Regions from separate parts of the Mus musculus genome. Here all the other regions are linked to region 1. Evidence: chromatin contacts called from public HiChIP or PLAC-seq and promoter capture Hi-C data. All regions are on one chromosome and are shown on one strand. The core of a region is the stretch at or near the end of the contact, and the rest is flanking DNA. Distances in the headings are between cores, read along the strand shown.

Region 1 (3,543 bases), core at 587-3,086:
ATCTGGCATTTCTCATTGAATTAGGACCAGAACATTTTTGTTAAATATTAACAGATGGCTAAATTCTTAATATCAAACTAACATTTCAAAACATCTAAGGGGACCCACATGAGGGGGCAAGGAGAGAGGAGCATGTGTTTTCTCCATCTGAGTCTTTCCCGTACACTCCCCTCCCCCACCCCATGTGTTGAGAGTCCCTGTACTCTCCTGTCTCAGATAACTTGCATTCCTCAGAAACTGGGGTAAAACTAGTGTGTGACAGTATCGAGGTAAAGTAATCAAGTGTTATTAAGTGATAGCTGATTTGGATGGTGTGTTGGTTGCCATTGGTGTGATGTTCTATTAACATCCCCTCCTTTCACCTCTGTATCCCAGGAGAAAGAAAAGAAATATATGCTTCCCCTGGACAACCTGAAGGTCCGGGATGTGGAGAAGGGCTTCATGTCCAGCAAGCACGTCTTCGCACTCTTCAACACCGAGCAAAGGTAAGACAGTGCAGCAGCTTTTATGTTAAGAGGTTTCCTCAGACTTTTTTTTTTTTTTTTTTCCAATCGGGATTTCAGGTACCTCAGACTAGCCTGGAATTCATTCTATAGCCAAAGCTGGCCTTGAACTCTTAATCTGCCTACCTCTACCTCCCGAGTGTTGGTATTACAGGCAAGTGCCACTACACTGGCTTTCCTTAGACTTTGTTTTCTATTTTTAACATCCACCATGGGTTATGGCTTCAAAAGTCCCAAACACAAGAGGCAGAAAGATCGTCAAATCCTAGTTTATTTCCTGGTTTCTCAGCAGACACTAAAATCTTGCCAAATCTTTCTTAAAACTACATTTTACTACCTATGGTCCACCATATCAGGGTTTACACTTTACAAACTTACAAATCCTCACTTTTGGGGGTGGGGTTGGGGGGAAATAAACCAACCCCACAGAGGGTTAAAACGATGGAAGGCGTGGGTGACCATTTTGTAAGGTAGGAAGCACTTTCTCCAAGTTCTTTTGACTTTCTTAAGATCACACAGTTCAGACAGACCTCTCACCCTAGAGGTAGAGGGTGCATAGGAACTTTGACCTGCTCCCCTTCCTTGCATATTCCTCATGACACTTTTCTAATCTCTCCCATCATTGCTGCTGGAGAGCATCAGGACTTAAGTGCCTACCACTGACTATCACCAGGAGCTGTGGTTGTTCACTAAAATTAATCAGTGGAATTGAACAAATGATACATGGAATTGCACTAAAGTCAGACAAATAGAATGAAGGGGTTGTCTCCATTTTTCTTCAATTGGAAATGTTATAGGAAAAAAATCTAATTTGTGTAAATTAAGGAGAAGTGAGTCATTAGGTAGCAGGTCTAATTTTAACCCAGGTTCACAGGCTACATTGTATCTTGATTTAGCAATGAATGAAGAAGTTACTTGATTAGGTTCAGTGAGGAGCCCAGGGTCAATCAGACAGTTAATGAAAACAGCAAAAGCCTTCTTCCTACATTCCCAGTCAGTTGCTCAGAGTGACTCAGAATACAAAAATACTTGGAAAAACCACAAGAACAAGCCATTTAAAGAATCAAGGGGAAAGAAAATTAAATACCACTCTACAATAAAATATTGAAATGGAATTTCCCCCACTGTGGAGGACATGGTGTTATTTGAAAGTCCACTGTGCAGAAGAAAACAAAACAAAGCAAAATAGCAACAAACGCCAAATAGACAAACACCACTGAAAATGATAACGAATGAAAAGACTGGTCAGAGCAGTCACGATCCTCTGGGGCCGAGCTCAGTGCTCTTCTGGGCTCTTCTTGGGTCCTGAAGAATCTGATGATGGGGTGTGCTCTGTGGGAATTCTGTCATACCGGAAGTTCAATAAATGCTACCGCTCCGCCCACCCGCAAGGTTCAGTTGTTATTAAAGGGCTTCAAACAGGAAAAAAATAGAACCATGGGTATTAGAGAGTACAAGAGTCACCAAAGTAAGAATATTCTAGGTTTTGGAAAATCTAGATCTTCTGTCTTCTGGAAACCTTGAACTCTAAAACGATCGTGAGTTCTGTTACTTCTGCAGAGACCTCTGCCAGAACACAGACACGCCCAAACACTATATTTGCTGTCAGCTTTTGCTTTTAAATCTTAAGCCCTTTGAATGGTTTTTGTGCTGTCTGAGTCTGCCAGGACAGTGCCAATCATAAGCAGGCATTCTCATTCTGTTTCTGATTTCAAAGAGAATAATTTGAAAAGGTTTTTGAAAAACACTTGATATCCTTTAAGGAACAGAGCATTCTTCCTGTTCCTCGGTATAGAGGATTCAGTGTAAGCTTTCAAACCAAGGCAAATGGATCAATTTTAGCAATACCTTCATCTAGAAGACTATGTGACTTCCCTCCCTCCCCCTATAATCTGCTTGTGTGGTGAAACATGCTGTTAGGTTTTCTAATGGTGAGCCATCCTTGATCTTCTACATTCAAAGTGAAGCACATGTACCATGCACTCTTGCCTTAAAATGATGAGTGTTTTATTGAAGCTTTTGCAATTACATTCATAAGGAATACTGAGCAAGAAATATTCTTTGTGTGCCACCTCTGGTAGCTTTGGGCATCAAGGATCTTAGCCTCATACAATCATATGCCATTAAACCCTAATTGTTCTTTGTAATAATTTTGTTTAAAACTGGGATTAACCTGTAGATGGATGTTTGATGGAAGTCACTGCTAAAATCATCTAGATTTTACATCATCAGGATTTTAGGTGGGTTTTTAAAAATATGTTTATTAAGTCTTAGAGAATTTCATATCAGTGTTTGGTGTATTTTGATCATATTCCCCCTTTTTACCTCCCCCAACTCCTCCCAGATCCATCCGCTACCTCTCCACTTCCTACCAACATTGTATACTTAAAAAAAAAAAAAACCCACCAAGTTTAATTTAGTCTTCCCCTATTCAGATGGGTATGGGGTTATCCTCTGGAGCATAGTCAACCTACCAGATGTCACACTTATAAAAACACCTGGCTGTTCTTCCCCCAAGAAGCCATGAACTGTCAGTAGCTCCTCAGCTGGGGTGGGGGCTAAGGAGCCACCAACACCAAAAGTTGTTTTTGCCAAGTGGATGGTTAACTCTAACTTAATATGTTTATTGTACATTGTAGAGATATTCTATATTTTATATTTTATCTGGACCAGCTTAGGTCAATAACATGTTTTCTAGCAAATTCTCCAATCCATTTATTTTAAAATAAATTACCCCAAGTATCTTACTGTTCTCTTATTTTTAATGTGTCTGAGATTTGGCATCTTTTATCTCTAATATTAAACCTCACCTCTTTTCTCTCCCGGATCACACTTGTCAGAGTTTTGAATTATTTTCAAAGAAACAGCTCTTGGCTTTCTTATTCTTCATTGCATATATTTTTCTACTTCAATAGTCTCCTTTTTATTTCCAGCCATATATCTTCTTGGTGTTTGTGTTGCCAGCCTTCATTTGTATGTGCAGTTCATCAGCTTGTACCCTTATTGTCTTCAGCTGACTGCCATAAACAGCAGTTATAAT
Region 2 (3,543 bases), core at 417-2,916, 180 kb before region 1:
AATTCCCAGATGGAGGTAATGCTCAAGACCCTGAAGTACAAGGGGTGTGTGTTAGGTTTAAGGAGGATGGGAAGAGAATAGAGTGGACTCAGGGAAGGCTTATTCCAATACCACTAAGTGGGAGGTGGATGGGAAAGAATTGACAGAGATGAAGTTTGTAAAAATTTCTAGTGTTTTAATGCATATACCACCACTTTTCAGGTACTTGACAAAAACCATTAAAAACAGCAGACACGAGCATGGCTAAATAATTTGTAATTACTGTAACCCACTGTATCCAATCAAATTTTGGCAGTAAAAATATACAGGTTTCAGAAGATCTGAAAATATTTTTCGCTTCGATTTTGAATTTGAAAGTAGTATTTCTAGGATGTCAGAATTAGAATTGCTTAAACCAAGTAATCATCACAAACAGGAATACATTTTTTATTCTCTTTTATTTTCACCAGATGGTTTCAGATAGTTAATTGATTCACAGGACAAATATTTATTAAGCATTTCTTATATGTTGCCCATATGGTGCATGCCCTTGCCTTCCAGGAAGCTGCTGGCATCGAAGCAAGCAGTGGTGATGTGGTCTGATAAATATTTTGTTAGAAAGAGGCTGAAGGAGCAGAAGATCCCTTCATCTGGGCAGTGGTAGATGCTGGTGGGGGCTGAGGACCACCGAGCATCATGGGTTTCTCAGAAGAATTAGTACTGGAGCTGGTTCTTGAGAACAGAAGGAGATTAGCCAGGCAAGGAGTGGAGTCAATGGTGCTGTAAATCCTCAAAGCACGTACACAAATACAGAGACATGGTACGTGTGGGGACTGGGCAGTAGATTCTTTGTGTTTGGATCAGATGGTGCATGTTGCTGAGCAAGAGATCAGCCTCAAGAACAGCCAAGGTCACAGCACAAAGAATCCTACATAATGGGTTAACTCAAACTGCGGGAAAGCACCGAAAAGCAAACCAGCCAGGTTTGTGTGGCTGTGACGGTGTAGGGTCTGACCTGGGCAGAATCCTAGGATCAGGATGGAAACCTACAGGTACCTTGGTAATCCAAGAAGGGGTTGCCAATGGCTGTGCCAAGATAGGGGAATCAACAGACTCCAGACCCAGAAGGAAAGCAGTTTAAGCAGTTCACGTTTTAGGTGTTTTGATCTGAGACAGCTAAAAGAAAATATATGTCCTGCACGTGATTGAATATGCAGGCCAGGATCTCCTATGAATTGTGGCATCTGAAGGTGGGGGAGACTGTGTCTTGATGACTTTCAAAGCTCTGGCCACCCTCAGAGCACACAGTTGTAGGATGAGGAGGACAGACTGAGGGAGAAAAGGCGTCTGCCCTGTGTGTGTGTGGGGGGGGGATGGTTGGGTGAGTAGATGTGTGTGTAGGTGTGCAGCTGTGCTTGTGTGTGGGTTTTTCAGTGGCAGTAGCTGGGAGTGGGCAGGCGTGACATCACCAGAGTGGAGGCTCACTTGACTATTCTACTTAAGATTTATTACATAACTTTTAAAATCCAAGTGTTCCTTAAATACCATTTCAGGTTATAACCACAAATGGATACCACCCATTTAAAGAGAACGATATTTAAAATATTTACTCTAGTTAAAATGTGTAAAATAAATCTCCTGTTCCTTGTCACAGCTGAATGATGTGCAGTGCCAACTCAACCAGTAGGTGTCACTAAGAACACCAGGAAAGGAGTCTAAGCTACACCCTTAGTAAAATCAGGGACAGGAGAGCCCTGTGATGTTAACTAATTTTAACCCGGGTTTATCTCTCTCTCTCAATTCTAGGATGGTCCAACAGTTTGCTGTGGACTTTGAGAAGAGAATCGAAGGGTCAGGAGATCAAGTAGACACCTTAGAGCTCTCTGGCGGTGCTAAGATCAACCGCATTTTCCACGAACGCTTTCCTTTTGAGATAGTGAAGGTTTGTAACTAATGTTCTTTTCTCCCTTTGTCCCACCGCATTCCCTGATCTCCCTTGCAGCTCTCTCGCTGTACTGTGATCTATCACAGGACCAACAGAGTCCTTGGAATCGAATCCTTTGTCCTTGAAATATTCTTTCTGATTTCAGTGAGTTCATAGAGAATACTTCAAGAAACAATACTTCAGTTTTCCATGATATCTATCCATTGTCTAATTTAAAATATTTCTGAGACTCCCCTATGGACCAAAGTCTCAGTGACCAAGAAAGAAAGGGGTTGAATTTATCTAGTAAGGACAATGAAAAAAGTAGATAACATAAGAAAAATTCAAGTGTTATTATGGTGACATGATACAGATTTCTTTCCATGGGATATTTAGATAGGCTCCCTCTGGGTGACGAAGGGCATTATTATCCATGACCAGCCTGGCACAAAGACATCAGTGTTATGAAAAGTCCTGGGAAGAGGCTCGCTTAGGGATGAAGCTGTGCATCCAGGACTTTCCTGGCTGCAGTTGTTCACCATTTACAATGGAAAGCAACAGGAGGACTTTACACAGGGGTTTGTTATCTAGTTGGGCTGATCATCTCCAAAGAGAACTGTGCCTGCTGGATCACCAAGGGGCAAGCAGTAGATGTGGTAAAGAAGGGGAGGGGCCCAACCAGAGATGGATGGACCACATTTTCTGCCTGAAGCTTCTGCAATCGCAGGAGTCCCTTAGAGACAAAGAAAGCAAAATTACAAACACATGGTTGGGCACATGGTCTTGGAAGGGATCTTGTGCAAGGAGGAAGCTCTGAAATGTACATTCTCAGTCAAAATGATGTAAGGAGAAAGAATGGAGGGAAACGGAGGACTGTGGGAGTTTAGGGGTAAAGTTGACAGGCTGGGATTGATTCAAGAGACAGAAACCAGAGGTTGAAAATCCCTCCCCAAGGTTTGTCTTTTGCCATTGAGTGAATGATGGTGCCCATCAGATGGGGAAACTGATGGAAAGTATCAGTGGGTAGGAAGGATCGAGAGCTGTTTGCGTTTGGTGGGGGTGGGGGGGTTGCTCAGTACAGCAGCTGAGTAGCTTAGGGACTGTGCCACTTTTTCAATATGAGGAGGCGAATGTTTATGTATTGGTGTGGGAAGAAGGTGGATAAATAGATCATTTTATTAAAATGTGCTAAGCAAAGTGACAAACTTTAGCATAGGGCGCCATGGAAACACTGCCCACAGACATGAATCCCAGCCCAAGGATGCGAGGGAGCCAGCCGTCTGAGCTGAGTTTGGAAGGATAGTCAGATAAGCAGGAAGAGGTGGGAAAGGGAGCACAAATGTTGACCACACAAAGGAAGGGATGACAAAGACTCTGAACCCTGAAGCCACAGGATACGATAGAAGCTTAGGGCAAGCTGTTACTCTGAGATGCAGAGAGCATAAAGGAGGAAATGGACAGCGAGCGAGGCTGGAACGGCTGCATCCCTGTCAAACTGAATCCGGTGCTCTTTGGATGTGCCTTTCGGGACTAAGTTCTATGGCACTTTGATCCTACTTCCAAGTAGATTTGTAGTGCCTAGGACGTCTGGGAAATATTTATATAGCAATGCATCCTGTGTTGGCTTCATAAGGTATTAT
Region 3 (3,543 bases), core at 733-3,232, 130 kb after region 1:
CAACCCATCTGACCGAAATCAAAAACTGATCCTTTAAGTGATGTTCTTGTGAGCCTTGCAAGGAAGACAAAGCCCCCATGGTGTGTACATAGGCCCAGGGCAGCACTAAGACTTCACCCAGAGCTCCTCCATGGTGTCTTCCATGGTTTCTTTGACTTACCAGAGCACACTGCTTGCAGAAAGATGTACATGGCCCCTTTCCAAAACAATTGATGCCCTATATTACAAAAGTTAAGGCCCATTGGTTTTCATCATAATTTCGTTTTAAATGTTTGGTCTCTGATTCTGATGGCCTTGCATTGCCTAACCGTAACTCCCAACTCTTTCACACATTTTATTTGTTGTAAGTTACAGTTAGCACAGCATCCTTTCTTTCTATTTGGTGTATAAAGTCTCCTTGTTTTATTTGAGGTTTCTATTCATCTTTGTAAGCAAGTTCCCTAGATTTCAAGCCAGGACAAACCCCAACCCATCATTCTTCTATCTTTGCGTTCCTCACATCAAGGTTTGGTGCCGTGAAGGAGGAAGCTGTCGAGCCTTGAAGTCGAGGGGCTCAGAGTACATGGAAATTAAGCAACCCGTGTGACTAGCCTGGGAGTCATTCCCCTGCGGTCACACACGGAAACATCCTGACTTACCCTCTCCTCTCCTCGACAGCTCTCTAAAACTGTGGTGTTTTTAGCAGCCAAGTGTCATTTGGACAAGTGGTGAAATCACCTTGCGATTTGTGACATCAGCTGTGAGGCAAGCTCTCTGTTCTCCTAACTAGCCAGCCTTCCTTACAGAAAAAAATAAAAATCATACCCAGACAGTCTGGATTGTCAGGGAACTGTTTTTGTTTTTTGTTTTGTTTTTTTTTTCAACAACTAGATTTAAAAGTAAAAAAGAAAAACAAGCTATATTATAGCTCAAAAATATAATTGCTAAAGACAGAACAACTTTAAGCTGTTCTTACAATTCTTACAATCAAGGTATCTCATGAGGCAACCCTTGATATTAGAAATAAATTGGTGCTGAGACCTCCAAATGTAATTAATAATCTGCTGCAGGTTCAACATTAGTTGTCATAAAACTAAAATTTCAAACCACTGTTCTCTAAAGAAAAGTGTCCACTTTAATTAAATATACCTCCAAAGGTGCAATCTATTTACATGACGGTTCTTATTCCAGTATCCTGCTTCAATTCTTATGACAATGTACTAGTCCACTGAAAGGAAGCAATGGCGAATGTCAAAGGTTTTCTTTCACTCTTCAGGTCCTGTTTCCAATATGGTTTAAGTGAAAGTCAAATTATTTTGGGGATTTCCTCCTTGGGCCTAACTAAGGAAGTAGAGTCGACTTTACACAGGCATTTCCACTCGGCCACAGTTCAGATGCCTGGCGGTCTGTTTAGGCAAGGCCCACATACATTACCGGTGTCTCCTCGGGTCAGAACCTGTGAACTCTTTGGTGGTGTGTAGGCAGACTCACGTTTGCCTTTCTCTTTTCATTGGGTCTGAATCTTTCCCACATATCCTATGTGGCAGGAAAGTAAAAGCAAAAAGGGAAATTAGGAAAGATTCCCGTCATGCAAAACGCAAATAACACGAACGCAGACAGGAGACAGCTCCTCCTACCGTACACTGCAGTTAGCCAAGCAGCGGGTGACAGGCCTCCAGTTAAGCAAACACAACTGCTTCCTCCGTGTCTTGTGTCAAGAACAAGTAGCTCTGACATTGTTCCCTTTGGAGATCTTTAGTCGCTAAGCTCCGTCACTGCAGGACAAGCGCTTTTGCATCTCAGGGTGCCCAGTTCTGCCCTGGGGTTCACCTGATTGATAGAGGACAACAGCCAAGACAGAGGCCCTGGCCAGGGACAATGCGTAATTGATTCCGATTATTTTTCCTGTGGCCAGTCAGCAGTAAACTGTCACCAGCTGTAATCCACCGAGTGTCCCTATATACAAGCTGGTGTCAGCTCGGAGAAAAGCGGGGAAATGCTCTACCATGTGTAAATAGACATCCAGACTTGCAGACACACATAGGCTAGCTAGGGCTCAAGTTTCTTTCATTGCCCTTGCTGGGAGGAAAAAGCGATTTTCAAGAAGGCTTCATGCTCAGGCATTCCTGGTCAGAGGGGATATTTTTCCAAGGCCTCGGAGACTCACGGTGTATGAATTGCACCTCTTTCACAGCTAACTTTTATCTCAGCAGTAAACTCTTAAGAAGAGGCTGCTGGAGGCTTCTTTATTTCCCTCTTTTCCTTTCCCCCAACTCACCGGCTACTATGAGAGATTAAAAAGTGAGACTTAGAAAAAAACCTTACACGGCAGACAGGAAGTTTAAACTAAAACTTGTCAGTGGAGCGTCTTGCTCTGTGAATGTGCCTGGGACGCCTAACTGCAGCAGCGGAAGAAAGGAGGGAAGGAGTCAGCTGAGCGCGTGTTGGCTCTGCTGGCTCCTCATGCATTTATCGATGCTTAAACATAGAATTGTTAAGTGCCCGGCGCTGACATTCCTTAGCCTACCCATGCCAAACATACTGGATGCATTGTCTGGGGAAACCTCTGGATCTAAACACGTATTTACACCCTTTAGTTGCCAAATGGTTTCCATCTGGCTCACCAATGCTGTTGCCAGAAGGATATTCCACTTCTGGTCAGGCTAGAGTTGTCAGGGCCAGAGTGGGGGTTTCTGGGAAGGCTCTGAGCCTGAGAGACACTACATGTTTAATGACGCCACATTACTTGAGCATTTACATGTTTAGATCACATGGCAGCACTAGCCCAAAATAGAACTCCAACGCAGGGCAATGTCGAAAGCCATGAGGTATTCAGGGACTCTCTCCACACCACAGCTCCCTCATTCCTTGCATCTGGCTGCTCCTCAGGCTTCAGAGCCACATGATAGGCAAAACCACAAATACCAAATGCTCTAATTTATTTTTAAGCATTCCCACCAAGCACTGAGAAATATCCACTCTTTGTTTTTCAGTCAGAATAATCGGTTCCCATGAATCACATGAACCCATTCCATTCACAGGCCCTGGGGGCGGGGAGCAGGGGTCGGAGCATAATCAAAAGGGAAATTAGCCAACTTCTCCACGTCTCAGCATCAGGGGTAGCGTTGAGCCTCTTGATCCAATTGCCCACACAGGGAGTGATCTAAGCACCAGAAAATGAAACAAGGTATAATGGCTCTCCTCCCTGCTCTTACGGAAACCCCACGAATGCACAGGTCAACATGAGAGTCGCCAATAAGCAGCATCCTTTCTTTGGTGGAAAGGATGACATAGAAGCTGAGAGAGAAGAAAATGAAGACTGAACCAACCTAGATACTCTACCACAAACATATCCAAAGCTTCAAGGAAAGGTCTGGAAACGGAGACAAGCTAAAATAAAGGTGGACATGATCTCTTATAGCCCCCCATAAGCCTGCAAGGCTGAGGCTGAGGCTGAGGCAGGAGGATCATGAATTTAAGGCCAGCCTTGGCTACAAAGCCAGTTCAGGCCATCATGAGGCACACAGTAAGATCCTGATCCATCTCCCACTTCAAAAAAGGCAC

What was found. HiChIP or PLAC-seq counts read pairs in DNA pulled down with a chosen protein or histone mark. Capture Hi-C pulls out chosen DNA fragments and counts their contacts.
Region 2: a contact with region 1 is called in a promoter capture Hi-C map of adipose tissue. The contact joins two enhancer-like sites. A contact is called at or near these places in 3 of 39 promoter capture datasets (the 3T3-L1 cell line, hippocampal neurons and liver), 3 of 15 datasets of contacts at CTCF or cohesin (CD8 T cells, the NIH/3T3 cell line and large pre-B cells), 12 of 484 Hi-C or Micro-C datasets (the 3T3-L1 cell line, CD4 T cells, bone marrow-derived dendritic cells and 6 more), 2 of 115 datasets of contacts at active chromatin or transcription factors (the NIH/3T3 cell line and fibro-adipogenic progenitors) and 3 of 9 other capture datasets (adipose tissue, liver and pancreatic islet).
Region 3: an H3K27ac HiChIP or PLAC-seq map of embryonic fibroblasts shows a contact between it and region 1, with 36 read pairs. The contact joins the promoter of 2810442N19Rik here to the enhancer-like site in region 1. A contact is called at or near these places in 13 of 39 promoter capture datasets (the 3T3-L1 cell line, the C10 cell line, the HPC-7 cell line and 9 more), 2 of 15 datasets of contacts at CTCF or cohesin (the NIH/3T3 cell line and pro-B cells), 19 of 484 Hi-C or Micro-C datasets (the 3T3-L1 cell line, 3T3-L1-derived adipocytes, the C2C12 cell line and 10 more), 11 of 115 datasets of contacts at active chromatin or transcription factors (the HPC-7 cell line, the NIH/3T3 cell line, bone marrow-derived dendritic cells and 8 more) and 2 of 9 other capture datasets (adipose tissue and liver).

The regions. Positions count from the first base shown.
Region 1 is chr1:162,131,399-162,134,941 of GRCm38.p6, reverse strand. It overlaps Dnm3 (dynamin 3), which reads left to right. Exons shown (of 21, transcript NM_001038619.2): 15 at 376-485. Among named protein-coding and RNA genes, the nearest start is that of Dnm3os, 84 kb to the left of the region's middle. Within about 2 kb of position 1,836, at least 65 of the 459 cell types and tissues checked have an H3K27ac peak or open chromatin away from gene starts, as enhancers often do. A contact at or near this core is called in the C2C12 cell line, the NIH/3T3 cell line, the SN4741 cell line and 10 more, where this site is marked.
Region 2 is chr1:162,311,939-162,315,481 of GRCm38.p6, reverse strand. It overlaps Dnm3 (dynamin 3), which reads left to right. Exons shown (of 21, transcript NM_001038619.2): 8 at 1,786-1,921. Among named protein-coding and RNA genes, the nearest start is that of Gm39688, 67 kb to the left of the region's middle. Within about 2 kb of position 1,666, at least 75 of the 459 cell types and tissues checked have an H3K27ac peak or open chromatin away from gene starts, as enhancers often do. A contact at or near this core is called in the NIH/3T3 cell line, adipose tissue, pancreatic cancer cells and 1 more, where this site is marked.
Region 3 is chr1:162,003,408-162,006,950 of GRCm38.p6, reverse strand. 2810442N19Rik (RIKEN cDNA 2810442N19 gene) reads right to left here and starts at 1,982. Exons shown (of 3, transcript NR_040562.1): 1 at 1,617-1,982; 2 at 1,129-1,515. All of the region lies in intron 20 of Dnm3 (dynamin 3), which reads left to right.